Regions from separate parts of the Mus musculus genome. Here region 2 is linked to region 1. The links are chromatin contacts, called in public promoter capture Hi-C maps. All regions are on one chromosome and are shown on one strand. The core of a region is the stretch at or near the end of the contact, and the rest is flanking DNA. Distances in the headings are between cores, read along the strand shown.

Region 1 (2,997 bases), core at 240-2,739:
AAAAAAAAAACAAAAAAACCCCACAAAAACAAAAAGCCCAGCAAGCTTCCTCCTATATAAGAATTTTTGGTTTCTTCCCACTCTGGCCCCTCCCCCTGGTCACTTCTTCCTTATACTTTTACGCAGTCTGAACTTCCCCCATACCCAAACAACCATGTTCTACACTAGCTGTCCCAATGCCTCTCACCCTACAGCAGCCCCGTTTGTTCCTGATGCATCTGCCAAAAGACCTTTGAGATGCCGAGAGATGTCCACAATTTCTAAACACTGACATACTTCAGTGGCCACTAAAACGCTTTGGGTATACTAAAATGTATAATGTCATCCATTCACCAAGACATGTCCTATCTGTGACAGATATTAATCCAGGTGCCTGAAAAATAAAACGTTAGGAAGAATAGGGAGAAAAGGGAGGCAAGAACACAGGGGAGTTTTATTCTAATGATGGAAGAAGGTAGCAAGCTGAGAATGCATTTGGCAGTCTGTTAAACGCTGCCTGCGGTGGTTTGAACAGGAGGGGATTCCATCGTCCCTCATTTGAGTACTTGGTTCCCAGTTGGTGACTTGTCTCAGTTAGGGTTTCCATTGCTGTGAAGAGACACCATGACCAAGGCAATTCTTATAAAGGACAGCATTCAATTGGGGCTGGCTTACAGGCTCAGCGGTTCAGTCCGTTGTTGTCTGCAGTGCAGTCAACAGAAGTCTGTGCTACTGTAGAGTGCGAATTCATCTCCTAAGTTGTTTTGTTTGTTTGTTTTTTGTTTGTTTCTGTTTGAACAGGGAACACAACAAAGACAAGACTGGGAGGCCCAAGTTTGGCCGGAGTGATCAGATCAGTCTTGAAACATGTAGGAAGCAAAAATGTTTAGCATGAAAATAGGAGAATTAAAAAAAAAAACCCTGAGCTCTTTGGCATACATCTTGAAGAATTACTCCCAGAAACGGAAAAATCGATTTTTTTTTTTTTTTAAATTTCCTGCTTTGGGGCCACTGTGTCCATTCCGAAAGCTAATGGTGCTTTCTTGCTCTCTTGGGAATGCTTTTCCTGCCCCTCTCTTGCTTCCAATCTGTCTTGCGCTTACCTCTCCCTCTACCTGTTGGACTGTCTGACTACAGCTAGCTTCCTATGCTCCCCATAGCGAGCAAGCGAGACACTCCGGCGGCAGAGCAGCGCACAGAGGCTGCGGGGCTCCCCAAGCCTCCTCTGCCCGAGTGCGCCCATTTCCTGGTTCTGGAGCGAAGCGACTGATCACCAACCCGGCCCGGGACAGAGGACAGCGGAGAGATCGTGGCTTGAGATCAGCCTTCCTCATACAACCTACTTCCTCTCGGACGTCCCTCGCTTCCTGGACAAGGCGATCGGCGTCCCGCCACGGTCCGGCGAGGACTCGGGGGTGGAGGACGCAGGACCACCAGGCGACTTCAGACTGCCTGCGATCGGGATGCTGCGGGTCACCGGGGCATCATATCCCCCTGTGGGACAGGGAGGGCAGGTCAGCTAAGGGTGAGAGTATAGGGGCGGAGCCAATCCGGAAGGCCACGCCTTTCCCTCCCCGAGCTCCACCCAGGGAAGAGCTACACCAACCGGAGCCTGTCCCTTTAAATGTCCCTGTAAGAGGCTAGGCGGCGGAAAGGCTTCTGGGCATGCGCACTGTGTCACTCGGCGGACCACTTTCTCACGGAAGCGAGGTAGAGCTCACAGAGTCTATTAGGATGCCGGGTCACCGGTGGATCCAAGACTGCTGGACCGGGGAGGGAGGCGTGGTGGCGGCGCCCAGGGAGCGGGGTGGGGTTGGGGTGGGAGTCCCTCTGCAGCCTCGGCTCGCCCCGCGGAGCGGAGGAGGAGCTCTTGCCACCCTCGCCCCCACGTGCCCTGTCTGCCCGCCTCTTGACTAGCTGCTTGACTGCCATGCCTTCGTGCTGCACTGTCCCCACGTGTAGCCTGGAAAGCCGTCCTATGGTCTTTCTTTTCCAACAATCCCTAGGGTTCCGAGGACCCCTGTGGACTTGGTCAGAGCTGACTGCTGATTTCCATCTGCCATTAGAAACAACTCCACGGGGGCAGATGCCAACCTTTGACAGGGTGTTCACTATCTTTCCTTGTCAGCATTACTTCAGCTGTATTCTCCCTATCCCCTCTGCTCTGTGTCAGGGCTTCCCCCTTCCCCCCCCCCCCCCCAGTGCCCGTCTTGATTGTACTTGCACGTGGTATTTCTACCCCGCTTCTGTCTCTTGAACTATTTCCAAAGTCAAGTAGCAGTTTATTATATACCATTCCTGATTATCATAGACAAAAGTTAACACTTCTTTCTTTCTTGTCACCATTAACGCTCTTACTGTGTTCTACTTGTATCTGTTCAACTAGTATCTACTGCAGACCTACTATGTCCTTGGTGCTGTTCTGAATATGGGCTAGTCAGAATTCTGGCTCATGTGGAACTGACACTTTAAGTTGAAGAAGATGGACAGTAAATAATGAACACATTAGCTAGTCATGCTATACAGGAAATTAAATCAGTTTTTTTCTTTGTGTGTGTGTGAAAGAAAAGAAAACAGGTTCCTAAAGCTTATAGATGAATCCTATAGATTAGATTATTGGTGGGTGAAAATGTCTGAGGATGTAGATGATCAATTACTTGTAAAGTCTGGGAAATACAAGAGCTAGGCAGTGAAGCTGCTCTCTCAGGGCTCCGTGTGTCGTGGAGAGAGTAGATTGTGTGAGGACTGTGATTCATTCCCTATAGAATTGGCCTTGGGCCGCTGCTCCAAGAAAACACCATGAGACTTTCTTTTCTTCTATGCCAGTGACTTGGTAGAAATTCCCTTTCATTAGCTTGAGATGTTTGTATCTTTCCTGTAGAGAATTTAGAACAAGATGAGGGACCAGGACTGACTTATCCGACCTTGAAGTGTACAGAGAAGTTCACGTAACTATTTATTATAGACTTTCCTTTCTTATCCTTCTTCGTGATCTAATTTCCAATGTATAAAAACACT
Region 2 (2,997 bases), core at 265-2,764, 2.2 Mb before region 1:
AGTTGGGAGGGGGGCGGGGTAAGGTAATCAAGACTTTTTTAGCTACGATTATATGTCAGATTCCTAACCTCCCCTCTGAGGAGAGTTCGGTCTCCATGGGGAGACTGTCGATACAAGACTACAAACAAATTCGAACAATCTGAGGACTGTGCAAGACAGCACAGGTTTATGAAGTCCGGACACCACATGGTTTAGAAAACAGAACTGCAAAAGTAGGACTGAGGAGGGGAGCATTAATTATAGGCAAGCCGAAAAAAGGCGTTCCTGGCTCCTTAGGTCTAGAGTGACCACCGCCCTTGAGAGGGGCGAGGGGACGTGCAGCATTCATTCTAAGGCTATTGTTTAAGTATGGCTGACCGGACCAGAGGTTTAGGATGAAGAACACAGTGTGTAAAGGGGAAATAGGGTCCTGCCCTGTCAATCATGAACACTGACACGGGCTGAAGGTACCCCAAGACTTTCGTGCCACGGAAATAGGCAGTGTTGCAGATTTCCTCAGGAAAACATTGAAGGCAAAAAAGTGTGATCACACCCAACCCTTTCCTCTATGCCCAGCCCAATCTCTCCCACGTCCCCCAAAGGAAGAGAGCACCAGGTCAAACTCGTTTGTTTATTCTTTCATTCAACCAGCATTTCGCTCTCCTCGGGGGTCTTTGTTCAACCGAAAGGGAAGGGCCCTCGCCATTCCGGCAGCACCGAATATTCTCGTCTAGGGGTCCCCCTGAGCCGCCCGGCTCTGCAAGACCAAAAGCACCACCGAGGGATCTGGGCTGTAGAGAAAGCTCCAGGCCTACATTCCAACGAGGGCGCTCTCGCTGGAAGCCCGGGGAGACGCTAGCACCAGGGGTGGGGTGGTAGCAGGAGGGAAAGTGTCCACCAAGAGGGAACAGGGCGCCCCTGGGCGGCCTCGGAAGAACCCAGCCCGAGGTTCTTTTATTAAAGGTGTGTCTGGCTTGCTGGTCAAACGCAAACCCTCCCTAGTACGCTGTGGCACGTGCAACCCAAAAGTCTATGCCGACACGCAACTGCGAGCCGCCTCTCATTCACCACCAGGCTAGCACTGGAGAGTGAAAGCACATCTAGGTGGAAAGATCGAGAACACAAACCGGCCCTCTGGGCAGCGTGGCAGCGCCCGCCCAAGTTCTGCGGGAGAAAAAAAAAAAAAAAAACCCTTCACGTAAATCAAATCTTAAGTCACGGGCTGGGAATGGTTATGGGGGGGGGGGCTGGGAGGGTAGGGTACTGCACACTCGCCGGCTGCGTCCCCGAAACGCAGCGTTGGAGACCGGGCTGGGAGGGAATCTAAGGGATCCGGCTCCGTAATTACAGCAGCCGCGGGTGGCGGCCACCCACGGGGCTGCAGTGCCCCGAGCCGCGGGGAAGCGGGGTGCGGCTGGCCCCCCGATTCGGGGTGCGGGGCAACCGGGAGGGAGGCGGAGCCCAGGTGCTGTTGATACACAAAGGCGAACGCCCGCGCCCCGCCCACTGACGCGGCGCCCCGCCGCTATAACTCGCGCTCGGGAAGCTGCTCCACACCGCGCCACGCCGTCGCCCGCGCCGCTACCCCTCAATCTCCGCCGGAGGATCGTGATCGCCATTCCCCGCTCTTTTTTTTCATTTTTCTTTAATAATTAAAGAGGAAAAAAAAATCCACCTCTTCTGCCTGTTGTTGGATTACGGGGAAATTTTAAAAATTTTTTATTAAAAAAAATAAAAGAAAAGGACTCCGTCACTGTTACATTTTTTCCCTCGTTTTACAATTCTGGTGTGTGACCGAGACAGCCCACGGGAGACGCTGCCGTGAGGTGGGCCAGCTCGCAGGGAGAGCACCGAGGTGAGGCGGGGGAGGGGCGGCGGCGGGGACGCGGGCGGCGCCGGCGGCGGGAGCGGGGGCTTGCGGCCACCCGGCCACAGCCTCCCGTTAGGGGGAAGGGGGAATCGCGCACGGGCCGCTCGGCTGCTTGCAATCGGGTCTTGTGCCTCGAAAATAATCGTCCGGTCCGGGCGTGGGGCAAGGCGAACCGCGCGAGGGCTTGACAATCAATCGCCCCTCGGTATTGCATCAGTTCCTCCCGGGGTAGAGGAGGGGCGGGTGACCGGGTACCCGGGGCAGTCCCCGGCTTGCCGGAGGCTAGGCTCGGCGTGCGCCCTGTAAACAAGCCCCGGCTGGGGCAGGGGGACCGGGCTCAGCGCCGGGGCGGCTGGAGGGGCGCCTCGGCGGGCGCATCTTTGTTCTCGCGGCCCCGCCGTCGGTACTTTTCCGCCCCTCGCCGCGCCCCCGCCCCTCGCTCGCCTGGTACTTTTCCACTCGCCTGGCGGGGGATGAATCAGCCGCGCTGCGCCGCTCGGCGGCGTCACGTGGTACGGGGGGGGGGCGGGCGGGCGCGCGCCGCAGTCCTGACGCGCCGCCTTCTACCTTCGCAGGCAGCCTCGAGGGCCAGTGCGCCGCCAAGGACAAAAGGAAGCCCGCGCCGCGAGCGAGCCGCACACCGTCCGTCCCTCCCGAGCAGCATGAAGAAGACCGAAATGGGAAGGTTCAACATCTCCCCGGATGAGGACAGCAGCAGTTACAGCTCCAACAGTGACTTCAACTACTCATACCCCACCAAGCAGGCTGCTCTGAAAAGGTGGGAAAAAGAAATGTGCTTTGCAAATTAAAAAAAAAAAGCCAGCTTGCACACACGGGTGCCTCGGGGCTGGAGGGATTGCTCATCGGTTACAGGCTAACGCGCACACCCAGGAACCAGAAGGCTCACCCGAAGCCTCGGTCTCCCCTGGCTCACAGCCCCGGAGAGAGTAGCCTGCTAAATTACCCGGTTGTTACTGCATGACAGATGGTATTACCTTCGAGAACACCTAGTTCATGCATTAACTTAAGCAGAACTGAAGGGCTTTACATGATGTAAACTATAGTTTTCGTATCTTTCAGTTGGGTTACAACGGCCTTTTTAAAAAAAAAAAAAATTATGTGTTTGCAGCCATTATGCCGACGTGGAT

The links. Promoter capture Hi-C pulls out the DNA fragments that hold promoters and counts their contacts.
Region 2: a contact with region 1 is called in a promoter capture Hi-C map of pre-B cells, with 2.9 times the contacts expected there. The contact joins the promoter of Slc38a2 here to the promoter of Irak4 in region 1. A contact is called at or near these places in 1 of 39 promoter capture datasets (pre-B cells) and 1 of 484 Hi-C or Micro-C datasets (the G1E-ER4 cell line).

The regions. Positions count from the first base shown.
Region 1 is chr15:94,542,152-94,545,148 of GRCm38.p6, reverse strand. Irak4 (interleukin-1 receptor-associated kinase 4) reads right to left here and starts at 1,489. Exons shown (of 12, transcript NM_029926.5): 1 at 1,323-1,489. It overlaps Pus7l (pseudouridylate synthase 7-like), which reads left to right and starts at 1,642. Exons shown (of 9, transcript NM_172437.3): 1 at 1,642-1,689.
Region 2 is chr15:96,698,245-96,701,241 of GRCm38.p6, reverse strand. Slc38a2 (solute carrier family 38, member 2) reads left to right here and starts at 1,514. Exons shown (of 16, transcript NM_175121.4): 1 at 1,514-1,834; 2 at 2,425-2,627; 3 at 2,979-2,997. The coding sequence starts at 2,512.